2 separate regions of the Mus musculus genome follow, and region 1 is linked to region 2. The links are chromatin contacts, called in public Hi-C maps. All regions are on one chromosome and are shown on one strand. The core of a region is the stretch at or near the end of the contact, and the rest is flanking DNA. Distances in the headings are between cores, read along the strand shown. Region 1 holds the start of Slc34a2 (solute carrier family 34 (sodium phosphate), member 2). Region 2 has its middle 26 kb from the start of Gm30241.

Region 1 (4,666 bases), core at 416-2,915, 140 kb after region 2:
AGAAGTTTGTATGTAAACATAGGCTTATTAAATGAAGATATCGGGTATCAGAGATCAAATGAAAACATGGAAGTGTTCTTTATTAGACCACATTCTGATTAAAGGGAGGTGAGAATGAATGTAGACACACTTACACATTGCAGAGAAGTAAAGAACTGTAGTCAATCTAGAACCAAGAAGATAACACCCTGAGAGCTTTGGTTGACGTTCCCTTGTCTACTGGAACTTAAAGGAGCCTTCCCAAGGTTTTTGGCAGAGCTGATCTTCCCACATGGGCTCCATTTTGGGAAATGATTTTAAAGCAAGGGGCAAGGCAGTTACCTCCTCAGGGAAGCCTTTAGCCACTGTGAGGCAGGGTCACAGGATAGATGACCAGTGAGTGAAGGCCTCAGGGTTCCTGGGAACAGCGTAGGTGGAGAGTGCAGCCTGCCCTGCCCTGCCCTCCGCTGGCTACAGGCTGTGCTGAACTCCGTGGTGGTCACGTGGGGGTGGACTCCGTTTACTCCAGCCTGTGCTCTGAGAGGTGCTTGCTGAGAACTCCTTAGTTTGTCCTGTAGAGCAAACATTATTCCTCCACAGGGCCACCAGGCAGGCTAGCTTTCTTCCCTGTCTCCAACTGAGTCGTTTGTGCTTTGTGCTGCTGTAGACAGTATTGGCACCTGTGATAAGTCTCAGAACCTTCCTAGTCCTCCAACTCTGGAAGGACAGTGTTAAAATATTGAGTGCTGTGAACCAAGGACACACATTTTACACTGAGAAAAATGAGGAGGGGACGGCAAGGGGGGCGAGCAGGGAACTGAAGACAGGCAGCTAAGATCCTGAGAGCTTAGCCCAGGGCAGCGCACCTCCAAACATTAGTTATGGGTACTTGGAGTTTGAGGCAAAACTAGCTCTGTTTTAGCAGTTCCTGTGTGAGCCTGTGCCCTTACCCCGTGCCTTACTTAATCTTGGCTCCTGGGCCTCTGAGGCAAGGCTTTGAAGCTCTGATCTGAGGCTAAATCCACTGTTTCCATCTTGTTCAGTACTAGCCTGGGGGGAAGGGGGGGGCCTCCTGGGGCTGATCTCCAGGCCACCTTACAGTGGGTAGAGATGGGGATGGGGGGCGACTGACCCAGGGCACCCACACTGTAGAGAAAGCACCCCTTCTCCAGGCCCGCCACTCCCTAGCAGTCAGTCTTAAGTTCCATGCTGACCTTGTTCTAACTGCCCAAGCCAGACAGGTCTCCAGGCAGAGGCACCTGGAACAATCCTGGCTTTGTTGCGAAGAAGAAGAATCTTGTCCCTGAATTTACAATCTGTTGCTCAGTGTCTAACCTCTCCAGCCCTGGAGACGGAACGGCACAGAGACTCTGGGAGAACGAGGCAGAGGGCAGAGGCCCACAGCTGGTGGTCAGCATTCGCAGCAACTCCCGCGTGTGAGGGAGGCAGGCAGGGATTCGGGGCGCGCGGGGCGCCACCGGGGCGCAGGCGGTTCGGCCGTTCCTACTGCGGGCCTGGTCTGAGGTTTCTCCCCGCGATGGGCTCACTAAGCCGGCAGGTAGGCAGTGCCGTGGCGGCGGCAGCAGGCGGTCCTGGAATGTGCGAGGGGCGTGATGACAGCGACTGCCGCCGGCCTCTTTGCGCAACACCTTCGCTGTATATATACCGGGCGCTCAGCTGCGCTCCACCTGGGTGCCTCCTGCTGTCCCTTACCTGCGAAGGGAGCGCTGGTGAGTACACCGGTCGGCCGCTACCGCCGGCTGCTTCTGATCTCAAGGACCTACACTGAATTTTTAAGTGACTTCATTCTTGTAGACACCCCTAAGGGACTTGACTGGCTCTGGGCTGCAGAGGAGGATATGAGAGCACATCATCTTAAACTTTCAGATTTTTTTTAAAAGATGGTTGTGATTGCTGTCAGGACAACTCTTAGAACTAGTGTAGGTGGACATGCCTCACCTGCTAGCTGTGTCTGTGGCTTGGGGTGGGAGGATCTGCCGGGCTGGCCTCATGCTTGGTCTGGGTTACTACCCGTGTGACTCCCTGACGTGCAGTGGCCCTCTTCATGACACCTGGGTCTTTTCCTGCAAGTTCTAGGTTTGCTCTGGCTGCTGGAGGATGCAGACCCTTCTGGGGGGACTTGGCCAAAAGCTTTTGCCCTTCAGATGTCTTGAGCAGGATTTGATTTCTGGTTCTTAAGGCAGAGGGATATGCACAGGGTCGGAGGAGACAGTATGCTCAAGCCAGAGGAGGAGTGCCCGTTTTGGAGTTAAAGTTCCAGAGGGACAGGTGCCTGCCATAGGTACTGTGGGCATTTTCTTAAAACCCGTGGATCATCGGTCCTGTACTTTGGGGGCGGGGGGAGGTCCTTTCAGGAGAGTTTTGTGCTAGCAGGGTGGCTCTGTCATCTGTCTGCTTTCCTGTCTTGTAGACTGAAACTTGTTCTCAGTTAGGCATTTCTGGAAAACCTGAGCCTCCCCACAGTAAGCATTGTTTGGGACTAGGAGACCGTCTTATCCTATGCCAGCTGATAATGACCTTTTCTGTTTTACAAGCTTTTGTAAGCCGGGGCAAGAAGGGCAGGCTTTGTAATAGTTTTGGATGCTACACAAGTTACCTCCCTCCCTTACCCCTCCCCTACCCCTCCAGGGTACCACGACTCAGGCACAGAATAGCCTGAGTTTATGAAAAAGAAAACAACAAAACAAAACACCCCAAAACAGTATTTGAGGGATCTGATTTGGAGTATACTAGATTTCAATAAAGATTGTCGCATACATAGGTTTACAAATTTAGCTTTTAACTCCCCCAAACAGGGCAGAATAGTTACAGGTCAACTAACTGACAGCCTAAGGATTGAACTCAGAATCTTATGCTTCGTAGTGGCTGTTCTGAGCTACATAGCTAGCCTTTGGGTTTTTGAGATGGAGTGTTGTGTAGGTCCTATTAGTCCTTTTTTAAAAAGATATTTATTTATTATATGTAAGTACACCGTAGCTGTTTTCAGACACACCAGAAGAGGGTGTCCAATTTCATTACAGATGGTTATGAACCACCATGTGGTTGCTGGGATTTGAACTCGTGACCTTCAAGAAGGGTAGTCAGTGCTCTTAACTGCTGATCCATCTCTCCAGACCTCCAATTAGTCTTGAATTAGTTAGGTCTCCGCCTCCCCAAGTGTGTGCTGGGATTATAGACTTGACCTACCACACCTGACTGAAATTTACTTTACAAATTTAAAAAGGTATTGTAGCAGCCTGTGTGAGCACAAGTTTGTAGTGTTAGGCTAAATATCTTAAATAGTATCTTTCACCTAAAATCTAAAACTAAAAGCCATTCTCTAATTGCAAGACCTAGAAGCAGTCTGCCCTCTCCCCCTTGTTTTTTAGCAAGTACGTGTTGTAGCCCAGACCATCCTTGAGACCTGTGATAATCCTGCCTCAGCTTCTGCAGCCTTGGGCTTTCAGGCATGCACCACTAGTGCCACACCCCTCTGCTCACACCCCTCCCTCCTCTTCAGGGGATTATTCTGAGGCTTACAGGAAGCCAAGGGGCAGCAGCAGCCCTCCACCTTCAGTGGCTCTGGGTTATTCTGCCAAAAGCAGAAGAACTCCTCAGGCCTTAACATTAGCTGTGTGGAGTTCTTCTGTGTCCAGAGCTGCTTTCATTCTGACTTTGAACATTTTTCTGTATCTCAGGTTTCCTCTCTCGGGTAGTCCTACAGTTAGTACTAAATGGTAAGCATAAAGCAGATCTCTCCCTCTGTGTTAAAAGTTGGCCTCAGGTCACCATTAGCTGAGTTTGGTGCTAAACTCCTGCAACTTTGAGCCTGAGATGGAAGAATTGCCCTGACTTCTATGGATTATATGGTGTATCTGACCGTCCACCAATTAGAAACAATGAGACAACCCTGAAAATGCTGGACAGTGAAGTGAGTTAATCTGTGTACAGGACTTATGCCAGAGCCTGTACACAGAGCCTGTCAGTCTCAATTGATGTTGGGCTGCCTGTCAGTGACAACTGCTCTCCTTTACTTCAGTGGTCATTCTTGTGCTATGGCCATAGCTGGTGAGAGGACACAGGACCACGGGCATGGGCTGATTCACTTTTTCATCCCTGGATCTTAGCTGGGCAAGCTCTGAAAACAGCTGGTCCCAGTCAGGTCCTGGTTGGAGAAGCTCAAAGAATGCAAAGTGAAGGGCGTGGATGGCAGCCAGGTGCCTCACATTTCCCAGTTTGAGTCCTAGAAGAGCCCAGAGGTTTCCCCTTCTGAGCTTGCCAGGAGGACTGACTTCCTCTTGGCATTGTGTGTGCCTGTGTGAAATGGAGCCAAGAGTGAGGCCCACAGCTCTGTAGAAGTGGGCCTAGGGTAGCCACAGGACCTGGGGCCCTTGTGATCATTCTTGGTCTAGTTGGGCAATTGATACCTTGTTAGATTCAATGTTTCTTCCTCAAAGCCTGCTGCTCTGGCAGGTAGCAAGAGTGATAGAAAGAATATGGTGTTGGGCAGGAAAGCAGAGAGAGCAGTGGTATCTGGACATCGGGGAAACCTTTGGAGGGGGCCAACAGTTAAGTTCCTGCTTTCCTTTAGGAAGCAGGTTTAGTGTCTGCCATGTCTTGGCCAGTGACCTCAGATTCACATGGAATCCCTCTGTCTGCCCTGTTTAGTATTTTGTCCTCTCCTTAG
Region 2 (4,812 bases), core at 671-3,170:
ACAGGTGAAGCCAGCCTGCTGTGTAACCAGGTCAGGGAGGGCTTCCTGGAAAGGTGCATTCGGCCCTGTAGGAAAGGCTGTAGTGATAGCCTGGGCTCCCTAGGGAAATGTCAGTCTGTGGTCAGATGGAAAGTGAGGAGGTCTACTTAAGCTCTAAGCCTGCATGGGGTGGTTGGGGGTAGGGGAAGAGTATTCAGGTTCTTAGAAATCTTTCTCCCCCTTCGCTATGTTCTGTCCCTCTTCAGGCACAAAAAGTGCTTCCAGTTCTTTTTGTCTTCTTTCAGAGCTGATAGATGAGGCCCAGTGGCCACTGTAGAGCAGGTTAGCCCCAAGGAGAACCTGAGGCATTCATTCACTGAAGAATTTCATCCCCAAGTTTTCAGCCTTCCTCTGCACCTCAGCTTCCTGGGTAGCAGAATTGGGCAGGTTAGAGTGAAGTACGCTTTGGTTGCTGACTATTCCCCAAACCTTGGTCTCTGGGGTGACGCTAAATGATCACAGGGAGAATTTACTGCTTCCCAGGGCGCCCCCCAGAGGCTTCAGTTATTATTTTCAGCATGCTAACAACCCAGACTTCACTGTGTTCTAGGCTTCTTGTTGCCTGCCGGGGTCAGTTCCTTCTTCAAAGGCTGCCCAGGAACCACTTGAGCTTTGGTGACGGCACTTTTTAAAAGTATGTTTAAGAGTTATAGCGGGGCTGGTGAGATGGCTCAGTGGGTAAGAGCACCCGACTGCTCTTCCGAAGGTCCGGAGTTCAAATCCCAGCAACCACATGGTGGCTCACAACCATCCGTAACGAGATCTGACTCCTTCTTCTGGAGTGTCTGAAGACAGCTACAATGTACTTACATATAATAAATAAATAAATAAATAAATAAATAAATAAATCTAAAAAAAAAAATTTAAAAAAAAAAAAAAAGAGTTATAGCAAGGAGTCAGGCACAGTGCCATGTGCATTTAATCCCAGCATTCAGAAGGCAGAGACAGGCAGATCTCTGAACTCAAGGCTACCCTGGTCTATAGGGTGAGCTCTAGGATAGCCAGGTGGTATACTGGCTAGTTTTGTGTCAACTTGACACAGGCTGGAGTTATCACAGAGAAAGGAGCTTCAGTTGAGAAAATGCCTCCATGAGATCCAGATGTAAGGCATTTTCTCAATTAGTGATCAAGGGGAGAAGGCCCATTATGGGTGGTGCCATCTCTGGGCTGGTAGTCCTGGGTTCTTTAAGAAAGCAAGTTGAGCAAGCCAGGGGAAGCAAACCAGTAAGTAACATACCTCCATGGCCTCTGCATCAGCTCCTGCTTCCTGACCTGCTTGAGTTCCAGTCCTGGCTTCCTTAAGTGATGAACAGCAATGTGGAAATGTAAGCTGAACAAACCCTTTCCTCCCCAACTTGCTTCTTGGTCATGATGTTTTATGCAGGAATAGAAACCCTAACTAAGACACCAGGGCTGCCCAGAAAAAAAATCCTGTCCAAAACTAAACCAAACCAAAAACCATTAAACAGCAACAAAACCAAACAATAATAGCAATAACAACAAAACCCCCAGCGTGCACTCCCCACCTCCCAACAAGGGAACAATGAGAAGTCTGAGCATTTATCAAAAAAGGAACAAGAGTATCTTCAAGAACACAGTTGCAGAGTTGGGATGTGGGATCTGAATGAAAAAATGAGGATATGACTCATATGTTCCGAGATATGGTTGAGAAGATTTGCTGTAGATATGAACAGAGCCGGCCGAGAGAGGAGTGAGAGGAGGGGAGAGTGACAGAAAACAGAGCGGGCAAGTAAGTGGTCCCGGGGTGATCTAGGAAGGGAGACAGCCAGCAAGAGATCAGGATCAGGAGGGTGCATAGCCAAAATGTCCGAGTTACACAAAGAATAGACTACGAAGGGGCGGGGGTGGGGTGAGGGACCGGAAGCCCAGCCCCAGGAGAGGGAGGCTTAGCAGAGGGGGCGGGGTGAGATGTGCTGGGAGGAGCCACAGGTACTGAGAGAAACTTGCCCGCGTTTCTTTGAGACTTAATGGCACCTACTGGGCTCAGAACTGAATTAAACTGACGCTTGTTCTGTAAGCGGGAATGTCAGTCACACTGTGCTTGTGTGTGTCTCTGCAAGCACCGGTCATGGACTCCACCTGTCACAGACTCGAGGTGGCTTCCAGCGCTTCCCAGAGATAAAGCAGAACTCCCTTTGCATTTACAGGCCGCCATCCCTTGGAATCCACAGGGGTTGCCCAAGGTCTACAGTCTGAAAGTCACAGTTGAAGGGCAAATCCAGGTCTCTTGACTTTCATCCTTGCCTTCTGGACAAATTTAAATGTCATTGCTATTATTATTAACATCGACTCATAGCAGCAGCATATTGTAATGCTGCCGTTGTCTCCTGCTCTGCGCTTCACATCATTGACTATTTTAAATTCACAGCCTTTTACAATAGTTACAGCTCAGGATTTCCAGAACGAACAGCAAGGGCTCTTGCTTATGTATTACGGACTAAAAATTCAGACTTTTCACTTTTTCGACTATCGAGAAACTGTATTAAAAATAACTGCCCCGTGTACGTTTGTCAAGCTTTAACTACATTTCACAACCCTGGGTTGGTAACGTGTCTATGTAAGAAAGGAACAATATTGATCTGCAGGAAGGGATGTAGAGAAGGAAGGAGACCCGTGGCCACCATGCAGGGACACAGCTCATCATGAGGTGGGCTGAGTGGGGCATGGCACAGAGGGTCTTAAATCTGGCTTGGGTAAGGGGAGATGGACTTCAATTTAGCCCTGAGGGATGGAAAAAGCAGATGGAAGGAGGTAAGACAAGTAGGAACTGGTGATGAGGTAGAAACTCCCGAGGACATTCTAAAGAGAGGGATGACATGAGCAAGCACCCCGTGTCATCGCCATCTTTGTATCTTAGGCCCCACCCAGCCCCACTCTATACATTGAGGCTAGGATGGGTAGTCCTTGAATGGATGGATCATCAAATGCTCATTTGTGTGGGCACCTCGAGTTCTGTCTTTTGTTGGACTGGGGCTATGTGTGTGCTTGGCCGGCCTAGAGACACATAAGGTCCTTTGTGCGATTTGGAACCCAGACAGGAAGGGCGTGGCCCAGCTTCTTCATCTGAATATTAATATTAATTGACATCTGAATGTTGAAGACAATTGCTGCAGAACCAGTCCCAGGTGTCTCAGGAAGCCTGGGGTGGGTCGGGGAGGTGGGTGGGTGTGGTGGCATTGGTGCCTTTGACTGATGTCAGGCTCCGGTCACTGTCGGCTGTGCTTTTAATGAGCTTCTAAATTGGGAGACTTGCCTACTTCCTTAGAGGCTCCCCTTGTTCTGCCAGTTCTTTCTTCTCTTTCTCCATCTCATTTCCTTATCACAGTGACTCCATGAAATGAGGTCAATAGGCAGGGAAATGTGGTCCTGACGTTTCAAGCAGGTTGTGAGCTACCCTATATAGGTACTGGCATCCAAACTGAGGTTCTATGGAAGAGTGCATAAATGATTTTTATTTTTTTGGATGGGACATCAGTCATTTATTTTATCTCAGGTTCCCTTTCTGTAAAGTTTCTTGAGTACAGCCAGATTATAATCCCAAATCATTTGTATAGAAATAATAAGTTTCTAAAAGAGATATAATACTTTTTTTTGCATAAAGCAGGTCACGTGTCCTGTCATATTGTAAAACTATTTTAGTAAATGAATTTATCAGTTAGCAAGTCTGGGCCCGGTTTTCTGGGGTGTCGGTTGGCTTACAGGCAGCCATTTTGGCCTCTGTGCCAGGAAGTTTCCTTTTGGCTTAGCGTTTCTTTCAGCTGGTAAGAGCTGTCTCTTTGCCGTGTGCTCACATGGCAGAAGGGTCACTGGTCCTATTCATAAGGTTTCTTCTGCCTTCTTTTTTCTCTTCGCCCCTCGAACACTCTACCTCCAAGTCTTGTCACTTAGGGACTAGCATTTGACAAATGAAGGGGGGGGGGGTGAATACGAATACTTCAATAGCATCTCACTCATCACATTGCTACCCTCTTACTGTTTTTCATCCCACTGGGAACACAAGAATGCTGGCTTCCTCTTTGCCCTGTCCACTGTCATGTCCCCAGTGCCAGTACAATTTCTGACACGTAGAGCACCTTGAGTGGAACAAACTTTAGCTGAATTTTGCATGTTTGTGCTTTCTTGATTGATCCTTAGTGCCCACAACAGTGCCTGGCACGTAAAAAGGAGTTGTTGAATGAGCCGATGAAGGAAACGAACAAATGTTAGACATTGTTGGAAGGTGAGTGAACACTGTGACCTTGACAAATGGAGAGGACAAGAGATGGGCGCTCCAGGAGAAGGATTCATAGCAAGCCTGACACTTATTGGCTTGCTATCTGGCCCCTCTGTTCTCAGCTTTATAGATATTTATAGGTTGTATGTATAGGTGTTGGGGGTGGGGGCCCTTAGGAAACATCCAGGAGTAAGGAAAACAAGAACCAGGCCCATAGAGAGCTCAGGTTTTTCTAACAACATCCCTGTGAGCTTTGCTGCTAAATGGGGAGAATTCATTGGAGAGTTGAGCTGTGGTTCATGAAGGACCATCTACTTCTCTTCCGCTCGTATCAGGCTGGCTGGGAGTCAGTCATGGGAGAGTCACTGAGACCTCCTACAGACAGAGCCTTTCCTGGGTGCCCACCCATGTGGACGGAGGGAATGCAGGACCAAGCCAGGGAGGTCAGAGACCTCCCACCCCAGGATCCCTGTCAGGGAGCAGAAGCAATGGGAAGCACCAGGAGTTGAGATGAGCTGGTCAGAGGCAGTAGGGTGCTC

The links. A called contact is a pair of places that touch in the nucleus more often than the background predicts.
Region 1: a contact with region 2 is called in a Hi-C map of epidermal suprabasal cells, with 2.0 times the contacts expected there. The contact joins the promoter of Slc34a2 here to the enhancer-like site in region 2. A contact is called at or near these places in 7 of 484 Hi-C or Micro-C datasets (adipose-derived mesenchymal stem cells, epidermal suprabasal cells, liver and 2 more), 2 of 115 datasets of contacts at active chromatin or transcription factors (embryonic stem cells and liver) and 2 of 9 other capture datasets (adipose tissue and pancreatic islet).

The regions. Positions count from the first base shown.
Region 1 is chr5:53,047,688-53,052,353 of GRCm38.p6, forward strand. It overlaps Slc34a2 (solute carrier family 34 (sodium phosphate), member 2), which reads left to right and starts at 1,666. Exons shown (of 13, transcript NM_011402.3): 1 at 1,666-1,709. It overlaps Gm17182 (predicted gene 17182), which reads right to left and starts at 1,668. Exons shown (of 2, transcript NR_166509.1): 1 at 1,194-1,668; 2 at 55-551.
Region 2 is chr5:52,908,566-52,913,377 of GRCm38.p6, forward strand. No RefSeq gene overlaps it. Among named protein-coding and RNA genes, the nearest start is that of Gm30241, 26 kb to the left of the region's middle. Within about 2 kb of position 1,921, at least 71 of the 459 cell types and tissues checked have an H3K27ac peak or open chromatin away from gene starts, as enhancers often do. A contact at or near this core is called in embryonic stem cells, epidermal suprabasal cells and uterus, where this site is marked.